Linked DNA regions of Mus musculus: region 1 is linked to region 2. A link is a contact called in public Hi-C data. All regions are on one chromosome and are shown on one strand. Each heading gives the region's core, a stretch centred on a gene start, on an enhancer-like site or on the middle of the called end of the contact. The rest is flanking DNA. Distances are from core to core; before and after follow the strand shown. Region 1 overlaps Gnptab (N-acetylglucosamine-1-phosphate transferase, alpha and beta subunits). Region 2 holds the start of Chpt1 (choline phosphotransferase 1).

The links. Hi-C and Micro-C count contacts between places; a contact is called where the count stands out from the background.
Region 1: a contact with region 2 is called in a Hi-C map of the G1E-ER4 cell line, with 1.6 times the contacts expected there. The contact joins the enhancer-like site here to the promoter of Chpt1 in region 2. A contact is called at or near these places in 4 of 39 promoter capture datasets (3T3-L1-derived adipocytes, hematopoietic stem and progenitor cells, pre-B cells and 1 more), 23 of 484 Hi-C or Micro-C datasets (the Ba/F3 cell line, CD4 T cells, CD8 T cells and 14 more), 7 of 115 datasets of contacts at active chromatin or transcription factors (bone marrow-derived macrophages, effector CD8 T cells, embryonic stem cells and 2 more) and 3 of 9 other capture datasets (adipose tissue, liver and pancreatic islet).

Annotation. Positions count from the first base shown.
Region 1 is chr10:88,387,768-88,391,663 of GRCm38.p6, reverse strand. The region is part of intron 1 of Gnptab (N-acetylglucosamine-1-phosphate transferase, alpha and beta subunits); the gene reads right to left. Among named protein-coding and RNA genes, the nearest start is that of Gnptab, 10 kb to the right of the region's middle. Within about 2 kb of position 1,388, at least 188 of the 459 cell types and tissues checked have an H3K27ac peak or open chromatin away from gene starts, as enhancers often do. A contact at or near this core is called in 3T3-L1-derived adipocytes, the Ba/F3 cell line, CD8 T cells and 14 more, where this site is marked.
Region 2 is chr10:88,501,443-88,505,229 of GRCm38.p6, reverse strand. Chpt1 (choline phosphotransferase 1) reads left to right here and starts at 1,260. Exons shown (of 8, transcript NM_144807.3): 1 at 1,260-1,645. The coding sequence starts at 1,373.

The DNA of each region.
Region 1 (3,896 bases), core at 139-2,638, 110 kb after region 2:
CTGCGTGTTCCTCTCCTACGCACTTCTCCACACCCTTTCACCAGTCTAGACCAAGACTCCTGCAGATTACCATGCCTACCGCCACTCTCACAAGCTCTCTCGGGATTTCTCAAATCTTGTACCTGCTAAGGGGCCCTGACAGGTTTTGTTTCGTTTTGTTTTTGGTTATGAGGGCTGGGTTATCATCATTTAGCTGTACTCCTGGGTCTCAGGTATTAGATGCCAATACAAAACAACCTTTAATGGTTTATGCAAATCCCCAGTGCTGGGGGAAAGGTCACTACAACTACACTAGTCACCCTTATAGGAGCTTTCTCTCTAGCCAAAAGGGCTTTCACACCACACACACACACACACACACACACACACACATACACACACACAAACCTCACTTGTCTATTTTGTGTATGGCAGAGGCGTGTGAGTTCTTCAGCATATATGTAGAGAGCAGAAGAAAACATGTGGGAATCTGTTCTCTCCTTCTCCCGTGAGTCCTGGGACTCACACTCAGGTCACCAGACTTGGTGACAGGCAGGCACCTTTACTCACTGATTCCTTCATGTACCCTTCTTGATTGTTCTCCCAACATCACCGCCTTTACTCTGGTTCTTTGGTTGGGAAATGGTAGTTTCTCAATATCAGCACCACTGCTGTTGGGCCTGGATAATTCTTTTTTTTTCCTCCTTGGATATTTTATTTATTTACATTTCAACTGTTATCCCCCTTCCAGGCTTCCCCTCTGGAAATCCCCATCCCACCCACTCCTCCCCCTGCTTCTGTGAGGGTGCTCCCTGCCCAACCCATTCCCACCTCCCCACCCTGGCATTCCCCTACACTGGGGCATCCAGCCTTTGCAGGACCAAGGGCCTCAGGCCTGGATCATTCTTTGCTGCCGGGATTGTCCCGTATATTAACAGAATCCCTGGCTTCTACACATTAAAGACAGCAGCAATATTTCATTCCATGCCCAGCTAGGACCATCTAAAATGTCTCCAGATGTTGTGCAACATCCCCCCACCCCCACCCCGGGGGAAATATCACCACAAACTGAAAGTGAATGCCCAAGTCAGCTCTGCCCTCCTCTGTCCTGTCTGAGCGTTCTTGGCCTCCTGTTGAGCTTACACACCATCAAGGCAGCCATCCTGGCAGGCCACCATACAGGTCAGTGCCTCTCTCTGTCCCACCACACCCTCTACACATTTACAGTATTGCTCACAACTGTGATAAAGTAACTCTTAATGCCTCGCCGCCAGAGCTCCTTGTCAGCAAGAGCCATGTCTTCTCTTGACTACTTTGTCCCCAGGGGCCTGGCTAAGTATTTCCTAACTGCATGAATGAGCCTGGCGTTCTGTGCAGACAGCAGAATTTTAAGGTTTAAAGACGTCACCTCTGAGCCCAGGTTGCTGAGTACAGAACGGGAAGTTAAGTTTTATCTCCTGAGCAAGCTAGATCAACTGACTGGTAGCGGCAACTAAGAAGCTGCTGTGCATATAAAATAGCATGTTTCTTCTGAAGTACCAGATACAAGAAGCCACATTCCAGGGCCAAGTAAGTAATGGACCAAAACACGGAGTTTCCTATCAAGTGGGAGTTCAGCCCCACCACCGCATAAGGGTCCCAAGGCTGGGAAGCTTTACAGAAGCAACTGGTATTCTGTAACTGCCTCTCCACCTCCTCCTAGGATTAGGACAGAAACTTCTCATCCACCCCACCCCCCACCCCCAAGCCCAGGGAACAGGCTCAGCAGGATCACCAATCCAGCTCTCTACAGTTCATGATGCTGGCAAATGCCAGCCCTGCCTCACACCTGAGAAATGCAGAGGGTTGTCAGCTAACTGTCCCCAGCCGAAGGCCTGGCATCAGCTCACACTCCCTAGCTGGAGCCGCAGATGGGTATGCCACGTACCGGAAGTGGGTCACACACAGACAGAGCCCAGGACCCACCCCACCCCCACAGAGGTGGAGATAAAGATGAAAGGCTTCAGAGGCTATGGAAATGAGAGTGACATTTGGTCTCACCAGGGATGACTAAGGGACAGTTCCAAGCATGGTGGTAAGGAGTGGTCTCAATACCCTTTGAAGGTATTCAGTAGAGAGCAAACTTTGACCCCTCAGTGGACTTTGGGCACCTCAGTGGGCACCTCGGATGAGGTTACAGAGGAAGGACTTTCTGCCCTTGTTTCTTGCTGCTTTCTGCATGCTCACGGGGGAAAACAGAGGTACACTGAGCTAGGAAAGGGAAGCCTTACAAACCCATCTCCTGTCCTGAATTTTGGGTTTGCTGTGTGTTGCAGGCCTAGCGTGGGGAGGCACAAAGCATCAGCTTAGGAGCTGGAATCTGTTCCTCTCTGAGACCGACCACTCTAATGCTGAAGTAACACTATAGTTTGTAATCTGGCCTCGAACTCACAAGGATCTGCCTAGTCTAGCTCCCCATAGCTGGAATCAAGCATGAATACCACCATGCCCAGACCAACAGAGAAGGTTTTGTTACCAAGGAGCACCATACATCTTGGGCTCAACTGGCAGCCCACTATTCATAGGGACAAGCACAGTTAATGGCCTGCCCTCTATGCTCCTCATATAGGAACTTCACTGCTAGGCAGTACAAATGTCTGGGTGTCTTCAGGCACCGTTCTATGACTCAACTCATAACAGTGCCCAGAAAGAACTGCTTAGGCCTCAGGAAAGTTCTCCCTCCACTTCTGGGACACTGGTGGAACACCAGGCTGCTGCATTCTTTCTCCTGACACTATGTCTGGGCTCGGGTGGAAAGAACACCATCATGATAAATATGTATGTCTGCCACAGGAGGGAAGTATGTAAAGAAGCAGTCTTGTCAATACTTGAATTTAAGACTAAGGAGCCATGAGAAGGGGCAAGAGGCAGAGCACTGACTGCTCTTCCAGAGGTCCTGAGTTCAAATCCCAGCAACCACATGGTGGCTCGCAACCATCTGCAATGTGATCTGACGCCCTCTTCTGGTGTGTCTGAAGACAGCTACATTATACTCATGATATATATAAAATAAATATATATTTGCATTTCCCTGATGATTAAGGATGCTGAACATTTTTTCAGGTGCTTCTCAGCCATTCGGTATTCCTCAGGTGAGAATTCTTTGTTTAGCTCTGAGCCCCATTTTTTAATGGGGTTATTTGATTTTTTTGGAGTCCACCTTTTTGAGTTCTTTATATATATTGTATATTAGTCCCCTATCTGATTTAGGATAGGTAAAGATTCGTTCCCAATCTGTTGGTGGCCTTTTTGTCTTATTGACGGTGACTTTTGCCTTACAGAAGCTTTGCAATTTTATGAGGTCCCATTTGTCGATTCTCGATCTTACAGCACAAGCCATTGCTGTTCTCTTCAGGAATTTTTCCCCTGTGCCCATATCTTCGAGGCTTTTCCCCACTTTCTCCTCTATAAGTTTCAGTGTCTCTGGTTTTATGTGGAGTTCCTTAATCCACTTAGATTTGACCTTAGTACAAGGAGATAGAAATGGATCAATTCGCATTCTTCTACATGATAACTGCCAGTTGTGCCTGCACCATTTGTTGAAAATGATGTCTTTTTTCCACTAGATGGTTTTAGCTCCCTTGTCAAAGATCAAGTGACCATAGGTGTGTGGCAGTCAGATGGCTAAGATCAAAAATTCAGGTGACAGCAGATGCTGGTGAGGATGTGGAGAAAGAGGAGCACTCCTCCATTGTTGGTGGGATTGCAAGCTTGTACATACAACTACTCTGGAAATCAGTCTGGCGGTTCCTCAGAAAATTGGACATAGTACTACCAGAGGATCCCGCAATACCTCTCCTGGGCATATATACAGAAGATGTTCCAACCAGTCAGAAGGACACATGCTCCACAATGTTCATAGCAGCCTTATTTATAAT
Region 2 (3,787 bases), core at 11-2,510:
AAAGTGCTGGGATAAAGGCCTGCAGTACCATCACCCAGCTATTTTATTTTATTTTATTTTATTTTATTTTATTTTATTTTATTTTATTTTTGGTAAGAGGCCAGGTAATGAATATTCAAGACTTTGTAAGTCATCTTGTGCTATACAACTCCTCACCTCTGTGGGAAGAAACACAGCTATAGTCACAGAACTGAGATTTAAATTATATCAATTCTAACATCATAAACTTTATTCTTTGTTTTTTTTCCCAGTAATTAAAAAATGTAAGACGCATACTTCTGTAGTGTGCTGTGAGAATGAGATGGAAGGCCTGTCTTTTGAGCCAAAAGTTGCTAACCGTTCCTCAAAATAGGTGAGGAAGAGTGTATCCCATGACCTCTGTTGCTTAATCCAAGAAAGCAGAAAGTAGTTTCCAGCTTGTCTGATGTGTTAGAAAGGTGCATACAGATCAGACCCACTACGTCTAGATCAAGTGGGCAGCCTATGTCTGGTTAGGCAATAGAACATGCTTATGACAGCCCCCAGTCCAAATGGGTGCATTGTGAAGTAAGGAGCTGGTGACCTTCCATTATGTGGCAATCGGCCTTCTCCACTGAAGAAACTGTGAAACTGGCTAAGAATTTTCTCTGCTCCAAGGAAGGAGTGTCAAGTGGTCTGAAAAAACAGGCATTTGAGTTTCAAACATTCAGTTTCCCTTTGACGACAATATTTCTAAGATCTGGGGGTTTTGTTTGTTTGTTTTAAAACCTTGCCGTCTGATCCCGCAGTGAGGGGTAACTAAGTTAATATGCGGAGGGGCCTTTGTATATTCCCATGGTGCTTGAGTACTTTCTGATCAGTACATACATGGTGACCACTCCAGGTTTCAGTAGGCGACATTTTCTTGACTAATAAGAGGCCGGGGCATAGACACACAAGTCAGAGTTGTTCCTACCACTCAGTAGAAAAAAACCAGCTCAACCAGGATCCAGGCTAGCCAAGCGTCGTCACGGAAACCTGAGCAAAGGCTGGAGAGGAGGGCGAACCCTTGAGCCCCAATAGAAAAGTCACAGCGGCAGGGCCAGAGCTGCCCTCGACCTGAGTCTGAAAGCGCAGGCTGCTTGACCCCTCCCGGGGCGTCCAGAGCCAAGCTCACTGAGGCCCCGCCCCGGTCCCGCCCCCAGCCTCGCCACCGCCCGCGAGCTCGCTGAGGCCCCACCCCCCCGTGGCCCGGCCTTGCCCCGCCCCCGAGGCCCGGCCCCGCCCCCGCGGCCCGCTGCTAAGTGAGTCCCACCGGCGGAGCTGGCCCGGGCGCTGTGCCCTCGCTCGGCTCTCTCCGCCCCCCGCGCGGGCCGCGGGCTGCGCCGGGTCGCGGCGGGCCCCGCAGGCAGCCATGGCGGCGGGCGCCGGGGCCAGGCCGGCGCCGCGCTGGGTAAAGGCGCTAGGTGAGCCGCTCAGTGCCGCGCAGCTGCGGCGGCTGGAGGAGCACCGCTACACCGCGGTGGGAGAGTCGCTGTTCGAGCCGCCGCTGCAGCTTTACTGGACCTGGCTGCTCCAATGGATCCCGCTCTGGATGGCCCCCAACACCATCACCCTCATCGGCCTCGCCATCAACCTGGTCACCACACTAGTGCTCATCTTCTACTGCCCTACAGTCACGGAGGAGGTAGGGCTGGCCGCCCGATGGTACTGTTCCCTGGAGCCCCCCTTGGGCCTCCTTCGGAGACGGCTCCACTATAGGCGTCAGTGGAGCGGGGAGACCCTGCGTAGCGGAGCATCCTCTAGGTCTCCCTCTAGGAGGGAGGTGCGGACGCGACCAGATTGCTGTCCCCTGGCAGTATTCATTTTCAGCCTCCCCGGGGCTCCTAGAGACTGTCGCACCACTACCCCAATCCTGTGACCATTCTGAGCTTCTCTGGGGGGCAGGGGCGCTGTCAAGGTCACTTACTGCCCCAGCCCTGTCTGCCAATCTCATCCCTGGGGCCATGGGACCACCAGCCCATATTTCGCACACTGGAGATTAAATACCTACATCTCCATGCTAGCAGGACTTGTGGATGGGTTAGGTAAGGCCAAGTGCCCTTTAGCACTTTATAATTCTGTTTCTCAAAGGTGGTGCCTAGCGATCCTGAAATTACTGGTAGCACTGATCGAAGATAAGTTATTTCTGGATAAGATAAGAAACTTCCTCGTTGCTTCCTTGGCTTTTTCATGAAAAACAAACAGGATGTAGGTGACAGTCTTTACAATTATCTAGACTTTGAGATTATAAATACCAACATATTTTATTAGTTGTAATTATATCCAACCTAAGTCTAAAGTAAGAATATTAACATGGGCTTTAGACAGTGGTGGTCAGAAGTGGTTCATTGGGCTGAGTATAGAGAGCATAAAAACAAGGGAGAGTGTCTTGAAACACTATATAGGATAACATTGCAGATTCCATGGCATTACTTTCTTTACGCTCCCTCTGTAATTACGTGTAAATATAGATCGTGCACAAACTCGAGAGTCGAGGTTGGATACCAGGAATACAATAGAAATAGCTCATGTTCTGCATCCATGCAAACACTTCTTTTTAAGGGCTTAGTGGAGCCTGCCCTTTAAAACATCTTGCCTGCCAACAACTGTGTTTGTCACGTGTACCTCCACTGTCACTTGTTTTCATGTGATTTAAAACACTAAGCTGTTTGGGGTTTCACTGGTTCCCGAACCCCCTGAAGCTCACTGTATCAGGATGGAAGCATGGCAGGCCTGCAAGTGAAGGATTTGACTCCCCATCATCCGCCACCATGGCAGACCTAACCGATCTGTTTTGAAAATAGAAATAATGCCTGCCAGGCCAATTTTACAGGGCAGCTGTGAGGACTGAAGGATACATGCAGATAATTGTAGGGCCCTGCCCTTTACTCAACAAAGTAAAACTCTCTCAACCTATTAAAAATACACAGTTGGTAAACAGTGTTGTGACGCAAGCATAGTAAAATTTAGCTTTGATTTGGGCTTAGATTTGGCTAACAGTCTGGGTGTTTCTGGCATTAGCCAATTAAGCTGTCAGCATGGATGTCATTCACCATTCATTTGTGGACGGAGCACTTAGGAGAACGAACGGATAAACAAGGCCTAAGGCCCTAGGGTGGAAGGGGACTTGTGGATGAGATAAATTTGTGATTATCTTATAGGATTAGACTCATTTTTCAAAGAGGATGTGATAGGCCCTGAGAGATCACTTAAGCCAGAGCGGCCCAGGTAAAAGGGCTAAGGGGTAGATGGAAGATAACTATGCGAGTTTGTAAAGTGCATGTCACTGGATCCTGTATTTGCCTCTAAGTAGCCTGAGTAAGAAGAGGAACAACATTGTAGGATCCACATAAGATGTAGCTACGAACGTGTTCTAAGACTAGTTTCTGGCTATTTTGCTTTAATAAGTGACATGGGTCGATAAAATTCAGATCCAAGTTGATCCAACTGTGAAGGATACATTCTTTTTGTTGGATTTGTGGCATGTCTGAAAACACTGGCGTTTGATATGATGCAAGTATGTATGTGAAGGGCGTTCACATTTGTTGTGGGTTTTACCCTTATCAACCTGAGGAGGTCGGTGAGTTTTCCCTTCCTTGGGTGGCCTTCCTGCAGTCTTGGAATTCCTTCTCGCCAGCCTGAAGTAACAGCTGCATATTTTCATAAGAGGAGACTGAAGTCCTCCGAGGTGAAGTGACTTTGACCTAGCTTGGAAGTTTTTGATTCTTGGACGTGAGGACTCAAGAGTGCCTTTTCACACACTGTATATACGCAGGCTGCCCTGGAG